Regions from separate parts of the Gossypium hirsutum genome. Here region 2 is linked to region 1. Evidence: chromatin contacts called from public Hi-C data. All regions are on one chromosome and are shown on one strand. The core of a region is the stretch at or near the end of the contact, and the rest is flanking DNA. Distances in the headings are between cores, read along the strand shown. Region 1 holds the start of LOC107959647 (glucan endo-1,3-beta-glucosidase 5). Region 2 has its middle 10 kb from the start of LOC121229735.

Evidence for each region. Hi-C and Micro-C count contacts between places; a contact is called where the count stands out from the background.
Region 2: a Hi-C map of leaf shows a contact between it and region 1, with 2.1 times the contacts expected there. The contact joins the enhancer-like site here to the promoter of LOC107959647 in region 1. A contact is called at or near these places in 2 of 34 Hi-C or Micro-C datasets (both in leaf).

The regions. Positions count from the first base shown.
Region 1 is chrA05:104,005,512-104,009,907 of Gossypium_hirsutum_v2.1, reverse strand. LOC107959647 (glucan endo-1,3-beta-glucosidase 5) reads right to left here and starts at 2,232. Exons shown (of 3, transcript XM_016895740.2): 1 at 1,674-2,232; 2 at 224-537; 3 at 1-221. The coding sequence starts at 2,074.
Region 2 is chrA05:104,180,698-104,185,093 of Gossypium_hirsutum_v2.1, reverse strand. No RefSeq gene overlaps it. Among protein-coding and RNA genes, the nearest start is that of LOC121229735, 10 kb to the left of the region's middle. Within about 2 kb of position 2,418, at least 7 of the 9 cell types and tissues checked have an H3K27ac peak or open chromatin away from gene starts, as enhancers often do. A contact at or near this core is called in leaf, where this site is marked.

The DNA of each region.
Region 1 (4,396 bases), core at 983-3,482:
GCTTAACACATGCTTAATGAGGCCTTGGTTGAAAACCTCAGCAGCAGTGAGATTAGCACCGACCGCACCATCTGTAGGCCAGCCCACTTCCCCAATAACTATGGGCATCTGCCCGTATCCCATTTTACTGAGGGCCGCAATTAATGTGTCATAATTTCCATCAAATGCATTGGTGTAAGTGTTTGCACCATCTATAACAGGATGTGTAGTACCCTCAAAAATGCATAGTCTTGTGGAAATTCCGAGTTCCCATAGAGGCTTAGAAATGGGTATATATTAACAACAAATGGAGAACCATTTGAGTTTAGGAAAGAAACAAGTTGAGTCATAATTTGAGTCAGTTCCGATCGAAATGCCCCTTGAGAAGGAACATTGCCTTCGTAGGCATCAGCATTACAAGGAACTACCAACTTTATGTATCCAGCAAGATTTGCTCTGACCAGAGACTGCTGCAAATTCGCCATAGCAGGGATTACATAGGACTGAAATTGACCGTTGTAACTTGTAAGGAAAGGTTCATTTCCGACAGCAATAAACCTGTCAGTACAGCCAGAATTAATTAACTTCAGGAAATGTGACTTGCACTAGCGCATAAGATATTTACAGAAACAAACGACTTCAATTTCTTACCATGCTTTCATAAAAATTAGGTTAATTTCATAGCAATAGATGCATCAAAATCCTGCCTGTTTCTCTTTTTTACAGTCCCTTGGTGAAAAAGATATGGTTCAGGAATTACTACGTGTTGGGTAATAGGTGTTCATTCAACTCGCCCAAAGACCAGCTCACCCAACTTTCCCATACAAATGCCTATGCAGATAATGGATTTAAACTTCTTGACCATCAGCACTACTTAAGCAGAGGAAAACCTTAATCTATGGAAACCAGTTTTCCCTAGACACGTTGTTTTGAGACTAAATCGACAACCACTTAGACAGTGAACACGGTAACAAAAAAGACATTGTAATCCAAATATCAGAATGGCATTAATGATATAACCTGTCAAGGAGATAAATTTTTTTATACCATCAAATCAATGATGTTGCGTAGGTTAGAAGTATGAACTGTTGTTCAAGCAGCTTTCTATGGGGAATAGTAAAACCGTTGAGGTTGTACGGTAGTGTGCCGCTGCATAAGCCTATAAGAAATCCATACTGGGGATGCTGATTGGTCAAAAACAAATCCGAAAGAGGCAGCTACTAGAGAGTGCTAATATAATTAACTGCTGCTAAGATCAACAAACTAATGCCAGGAACCTTTTAAGCATATATGACCTGAATTTAAACGATCAGTTTCCATCACTATAACCAAGCACACTCTAAATGATGACATATGCTACTTACATATCAGATTATTCCCACAAAAAACCCCCCTCTCCCCCCATTTTTTTTGGTAGATCCCTTAAAGACTTTAAACATAGTAAGGCATATCACTTCTAACTTAGAGTGATCTTGTCAATGAGGTACTAAAATCATTCTACAATTTTTTGTAAGCCTAACAGTGTAGTGGTCAGAAAAGTTTGGAAAAGAAAGAAATCATAACATATATGGATTCACCTAAGAGATCCTTATTCATATATTCTTTGAATGTAGTTCATGTGAAGGTGAATCTACCAAAGCAAAAACAAAATCAAAGGCCAAATAAAGGGGGGGGGAGTGAACTTGTTTAATTACCTGATATCAGCACCACCTTTGCCAACATAAGCAGATACATTTTGGCGAACCCACAAATCAGCATCAGCAGGGGAAGAGCTGAGAGCAGCCAACATCTCATTGGGTATCCCAACCATGACCTGAATCCCACTCCCCATCAAAGCTCTTAGCACCAATGGGTCAGCTTCAAAAAGCTTCACTTTTTGAATCTTGTTGTCCTTCAACAGATCCACCACCGTGGATGGCTTCAGCTTGTGGAATGAAATTGTACCCCAGTTCACCCCTATTGCAGATTCAGCCACTGAAACCAGCCCTGAAAACATCACCGTCATCACAGCTACACTAACAAGCAATGGTGGTGACACGCTGGTTGGGACTGACATTTTTCTCTCTTGTGGTCTCCTCCTGCAATGATATTTCATTTGCTCATTTGGGGTTGGAGGCTTGGCTTGTTCTGATCCTAAACACAGGGAAACCGTGAAACTTCTCTCACTAACAACAAATGTGTGTGCACTGCAACTGCAAAGAGTAAAGTTTAAGAATCTCCCAGAAGGCCCCCCATTATTTATTACTATGCTGATTAACTATTACCTGAATTTTTTTTCTTATAATATCAGTAATATAATGACTCAAATACCCTCAACTGTTAATACATCTATACAATCACCAAATATAATCCAGTTAAAAATATATTTATAACAATATTTTTATTAACTTAGACATACACCTGCTCATGGACCAGGCTGTTCGGCCCGTTCGAACAGTAGGAGAGTTTAGATAAAAATATAAGTCTGTAAAATAAGTTTAGACAAAAAAATTGTTATTTTTTGTTATTTTAATGTTATTTTCTTGTTGTTTTCTTTTTATTTTATTACCATTTTACTATTATCTTACTACTATTTTGTTGTTATTATTTAGATATTGTATAATACTTATTTTATTGTTAATTTTGTTATTATTTTAGAGACATTTACTTATTAAGTTGCATCTATCTTAGTATTATTTAAGTATACATATTTTTTTTAAAATTTATTTTTAATTTGTCGAAAAATATTTATTTTAATAATTTTTAGTATTTTTAATATATTATATATATTTAAAATATTAAAAAAAATACTATCTAGCCGGGCTGAGCCTAAATTTTAATATTTTTATTTAGGCTAAGTTTGAATAAAATTTTAAATCTATTTTTTGAATCAGACCAGGCTTAAGAAATAGGTCTAAATTTTTAGTTGGGCCAAGCCATGAGTACATCTAGTTAGACACATAATTTGATATTTATGAAACTATTTTTTTAAAATAATTTTCAATAACTAACTAAACTTAAATTAAATTTAGAATTAAACTAAATGGAACATTTAAATAAAGGTACTTTCTTTTAATATTATCTTGTTTATCTATAATATTTAAATTAAAAAAATTAGTTTAATTTTAATTTAATTAATATTAATATTATTACTAATATAAAAACACGTAATTTCGACTCCGTCGAAAAGAAAGGCGTTGGAGGTGGGAATAATGAGGAGGGACAAATGAGATTGGGAGGCGAAAAGCATGTTAGTGCTTACCGACTTTCCGTCAAATTTTGTGACAACATCAGGACATGTGTCTATATTCCCTCAATTGATGGGAGGATTGCCACATTGTAAAACATTATTAGAATCTTTCATGTGCTAATGTTTTTTTTTATATAAATAATTTATATACTCAACTGAAACAGCATTTTTTCGTTGTTGTTTTATAGAGTATACTGTAGGAATTTCCTTTTCCTCTGTTCATAAGTTTGTTCAAGTCGGGTTTAGTATTAATATTTTTTTATGTTTGTTTAAATCTAGCATGATTTAAAATGTGAGTCTAAAATTTTATCTAAATCTGTTCACATTTATAAATAACTAATTCGAACCTGTTTAAGGCTCGTTCATATTGTTTTAAAAATTTTAAAGATATATATTTATATTATTTTAATTTAATATTTAATAATATATTAAATTATTTATTAGATTTTTATATATAGTCATCTTAACTTTTTTTTATGTTTATATTATAGTAGTATCTAATAATTTTAATTTTTATGTGTTATAAATTACATAATATGTAAAGATAACATAATATAAAATATTACTAACTTAAAAACAGATCAAGCCAAGCCCTAGCCTTGAAAGTTCAAACCCAAGCCTATCCCATATTTTAAATAAGTCTAATATTTTTGTTCAAATCCTCTCACATTTGGGGCAAACCTTCGATTTTGGAAAGATAACCCAACCCATGAATAGGTCTAACTATACCTATGTCTATTATTGTTAAAAACAAAGTATCATTTAAACTTCTTAGAATTGATGTTTTTAATATTTTTTATTAGTGTTTGAAAAGCCACTTAATCATTGAATTTGAGTGTAACTACTTGTAATTAAAAAAAAGTACCATGTTTAGCTAACCATTATAATTAATGGGTCTCGTTGAATTGGGTGTAATTGGAGCACTCAATTACATTTTCTAATTCTTAGGGAAATGTAAGAATTAAAGTAATTATGCAATTATTTACACCTAAATCTAATTTTAAAAAATTATTTTGATATAAGTTATAAAAATTATATTATAAGCATGAACATGTATGAGTGTTCGGGATGATTATGGCAAAAAATTATTATATTATAAATCCCAAAAAATATATATTATAAAAATAAATTGTTTATTTTATAAAGTTATAATAAAAAATATTTAAATCCTAAAATATTTTTAAAGTC
Region 2 (4,396 bases), core at 1,169-3,668, 180 kb before region 1:
CATTCCCCTACAGATTTAAAATTAATTAAAACTATCGGGTTTTATCCTAAGCTTGGGCCTTCTAGAGGCCCACCAACATAATTAATCCTACACATAACAAACAGAACACAGAATTTTAAATTTTACAACTTTTACAGAATTCCCGGAAATTTGGGGCGTTACACCTACCTTTGATAAAAGCACACTGTGTCTCACTCACCATTACCTCCCTTATTCTACGAGATAGCACTTTTGCTACTATTTTGTACAGTGAACTTACCAAACAAATTGGTCTAAAATCTACGATTTCACTTGGATTTTCAATTTTGGGAATTAGTGCTATAAATGAATAATTGATGGATCTTTGTAACTTCCTAATTCTATAAAACTCTGACATCATTCTATATAGATCTTCTTTAACTGTATTCCAACTTTTTCTGTAAAAACACATGTTAAGTCCATCTGGTCCAAAGGCTTTTGATTCATCGCCACTCCATACTCTTCTCTAATCTCCTCCTTTGAAAAAGGTTCCTCCAGCTTCTCAACTTCTTTTTCCTTTAGTCTCCTAAAATTAAGCTCTATTTCCATCTTCCAATTTCTCGATCGACTGTGAAAATGATTCTTAAAGAAATCATACACTCTTTTTTTTAAAATCCTTTGGTTCATTGCACCATAATCTCTTGATTTTCATTCTATACAATGTCTTTCTTTTTGCTTTTATCTTCACAGCTCTGTGGAAAAATGTTTTATCCGCATCACCTTCTTTCAACCATGTCATTCTAGATTTTTGCCGCCATATCGATTCTTTGAATTTAATTTCATCCCATAAATCAGAATTCAATCTTTTAAGCTTCTCCATTGCTTGCTTGTTCAGCTTTCTCTGATCATTAATTTCATCTAGCTCCTTAATTTTTTCTTTACTATCTAAAATTCTATTATCCAGAACATTTCCATTATTCACGTTCCATTTCTTAAGGACACCCTTAAGCTTTCTCAATTTTCTTGCTACTTGCCCACTCAAACTGCTCATATTAGACCATTCTTTCTCAATCAATCCTGTAAATTCCTTTTTCTTAAGCCATGCATTGATAAACTCGAATGGCCTAGGTCCCCAATCTACTTCTTCATCTGCTAGCAGAATAGGTATATGATTTGAAATAGATCTCTTTAACTCCTTCTATTGTAAGTCCTTAATCTGAATCAACTAGAATTCTTCCAATAAAAATCTGTCAAGTCTGCGCCTTTTATTATCTGGGCCATATCATGTGAATTTCTTTCCCAACAATGGCAAGTCAATGAGTTTACAATTATGGATAAAGCTATCAAACTCTCTAGATCCCTTCTCTGTTCGCATACAATTACTTTTTCCACTTCTACATCACACCACATTAAAGTCTCCTCCTATAATCCATGGACTTGTAAACTGGTTTCTCAAATTTCTCAACACCCCCATAGAGTTCTCTGCTTGGACACATTGTTTGGAGCATATACATTTATCACCACCGCTTCTATTTCCTCATGTACCCATTTTCCATCGATAACAATCAATCTGTTGTCACTCTACTCTTTGGATAATTTGAAACCGTCTTAATCCCATATTGTCAACAACCCTCCCAACCTCCCTATTGTTGCAGCAAACCTAAATTCAAAATTATCATCCCCCATATTTTCCTTACTAAATCCATAATCACCAATTCTAATTTTGTTTCCTGTAGAAAACAAACGTTCACCCTTGACAAGCGAATTAATCTTTTGCAAGATTTCATTTTCACCTCCGACCCCAACCCCCTTATATTTCATGAAACAGTTCTCATGACACTAATCTATTCTATGAAGAACTACAATTTCAGAAGCAAGAATTCCAAAGTCAGAAAAACTCACTTGAAATCATGTTTTTAATGCATCTTTTTCCTCTGTCTTCCTCCCTCTACTGCCTCTCTAATCTCCTAATTTCATCAATTACTTCTTCCTTATCCCCCCTCACACTGAAACCTAACTTCTTCCCTATTTCCCAAGTCTTCTTTTCCTCCTTTAAGATTACCCTTCTACGATTACTAATATCTGAATTGGACAACGAAATATTTGTCGTTGTTTCTTCAAACCTTGTTAACAGCTTTCTTTTTTCTTTCTTCTCCCTTGTATCCCTCTTCTGTTTTTCTTTTGTCGACAGAACACCATCCTGAATTTCTCGCATAAATCGGATCCTTTTATTCAACGTCTTTTTTCCCTTCTCTTTTGAGTTATTTGAAAAATTTCCTCTTCTATTCTAAATCTTACTTCCATTTCCTCTAAACTCCCAACTTCTATAATATTGTGTCCTCTTTCTTTAAAACTTGGACTGTTAACTTTCCTTAGGATCTGCCTTTCTTCACCATTTGAACCACTCTCAGATCCATACTCTTTTGCTGGGCAAGCCCCTCTTTCGGGTCCACTTGAATTAGCAGGCCCATATTTATCATATCCTCCTTAGCCATATCCAGTTCTCCACCATATTCTTCAACCCCAACAGATACTATTTCTTTACACCCAATTAAATTTTCTCCTACCATTATTTCTACTACCGACAATCTCTTACCCTCTTTTTCTATTTCACCTTCTCCGATACTGATTGCATTTATAACATCCACCACGTCGTTTCGACTAACCTTCAGAAATTGTTCTGATTTTGATCTAGTCTCCGACCCGACTTCCAGTGTTTCTCCTTCCTCTTCCTCCGGCTATCCCTTTTGCTTTCATTGGATTCTCATTTTTCAATTCTATCAATCCTCTTTCTTTGATCCTGATCGAAAACTTTCCATCTTCGACCTCCATAATTATAAACTCATCTTATCTGATATGGCTTGTTGATCGATATCAGCATCTTTATCCTCTCAAAACTGCTTGTATAATTCCAATTTTCTCCCATTGATATCATCTTTCCCTAGAGATCTGCCACTCTTTTAAAAGTCTCGTAATTCCAGCAATGTAATGGGATTCCTACAACGTTGATCCATGCCACCCTCTCTGTTAATAATCTCTTTTCCGAACCATGGTTCAATTTTTTTAAAGCATTCCTTCAAATAAGCCCAATCATTTTGCTTCAAAAGTTCCATAAACTCATCATCTGATACTTCTATTAGAAAAAATCTTCCTTGAATTCTCTTGACAGATATCTCCCTAAGGCCAAATTTAGCCAATCTTTCAGCCATACTTTTTGTGTCGCATAAGCTCGGTGATTCCTCCACCAAACATCGTTGAAATTTCCATAGTATTTCTTCTTCCACAAAACCTTGCACTACTCTTATTTGGTTCCCCTCTATTCCAAAACAATTCCTTATCTTTAACTGTTTATCCTTTGAATTACTAGATGTTTCTCCTTTCTCGCTTTTAATTTTCTCCTTTCCTTTTCGATTTATCTCCTTATTACTGATTGGTATTGTTTAAGTATTCCTTTTCCTCCATATCATCCTTCTCCCTTTGAATCTAGCCATTTTCACCACAATTTTGTACCCTAGAATGACAAAACCACTGAGCCTTTCTAATGCCCTTTGTGCATCCATTATGCTTGAAAACCTCACAAATCCAAACCTCGGTCCATTTTTGCTTTTCTTGTTCAGAATAAAAGCATCTTTCACGTTTCCATGGAATCAAAATAATGCCCATAATCCTTTCCAGTGCATGCTTGCCGGGATATTATTCACAAATACTGTTATCTGTAATGTTTCACGTTCCATGACTTTTTAACATCTTATAAATTAATCATTTGAAATACTTATTCTTGTTATTATTGGTGGCTTTTTTTTTGTTTGTATTTATAGTTATTTTGTTGTCATTGTTATTAGTATTTTATTGTTACTTTTTCATGATCATAATTATGTGCATTTATGAAATATTTTTAAATGAGTTTTAGTGTATAAGGTAATATCTTAATTTAACATAAATTATGAACCCATTTTTATGTTTAGTGAGATTTCATTGATCTTTATTAAAAGTGGAACACTTTTTAAAAATAAAATAAGTAAATCATTTTTTCATCTCTCAAATAAAATTTGATATTTCTATATTAATCGAAAAATATTCAGAGATATTATTGTTTTTAAATAAAATGTGATTTACTCTAGGAAATGCATATAAATAAATTTTCATCTCATTGGATTACGTTTAAATATCGAATTTGAGCTCATAGTTTTGAAATTTAAGATAATTTGTGTTTAATAAGAGCAATTTTCGAGTGTGTTAAAATCTTTCTTACTCGAATTTTTTTTCTAGACTTAAAAAAAGACTCAAAGTCTTTTTAAAAGGATTTTTAAATTTCTTTTATAAAGGTGATTTTATAGGTGATTGACAGGGGCAACTCTGTTTTTTAAATAAAACTTACCAAAATTTTCATATGTTTTTCAATTATTCATCAAGCCGATTTTTAATTTTTAATAGAAAA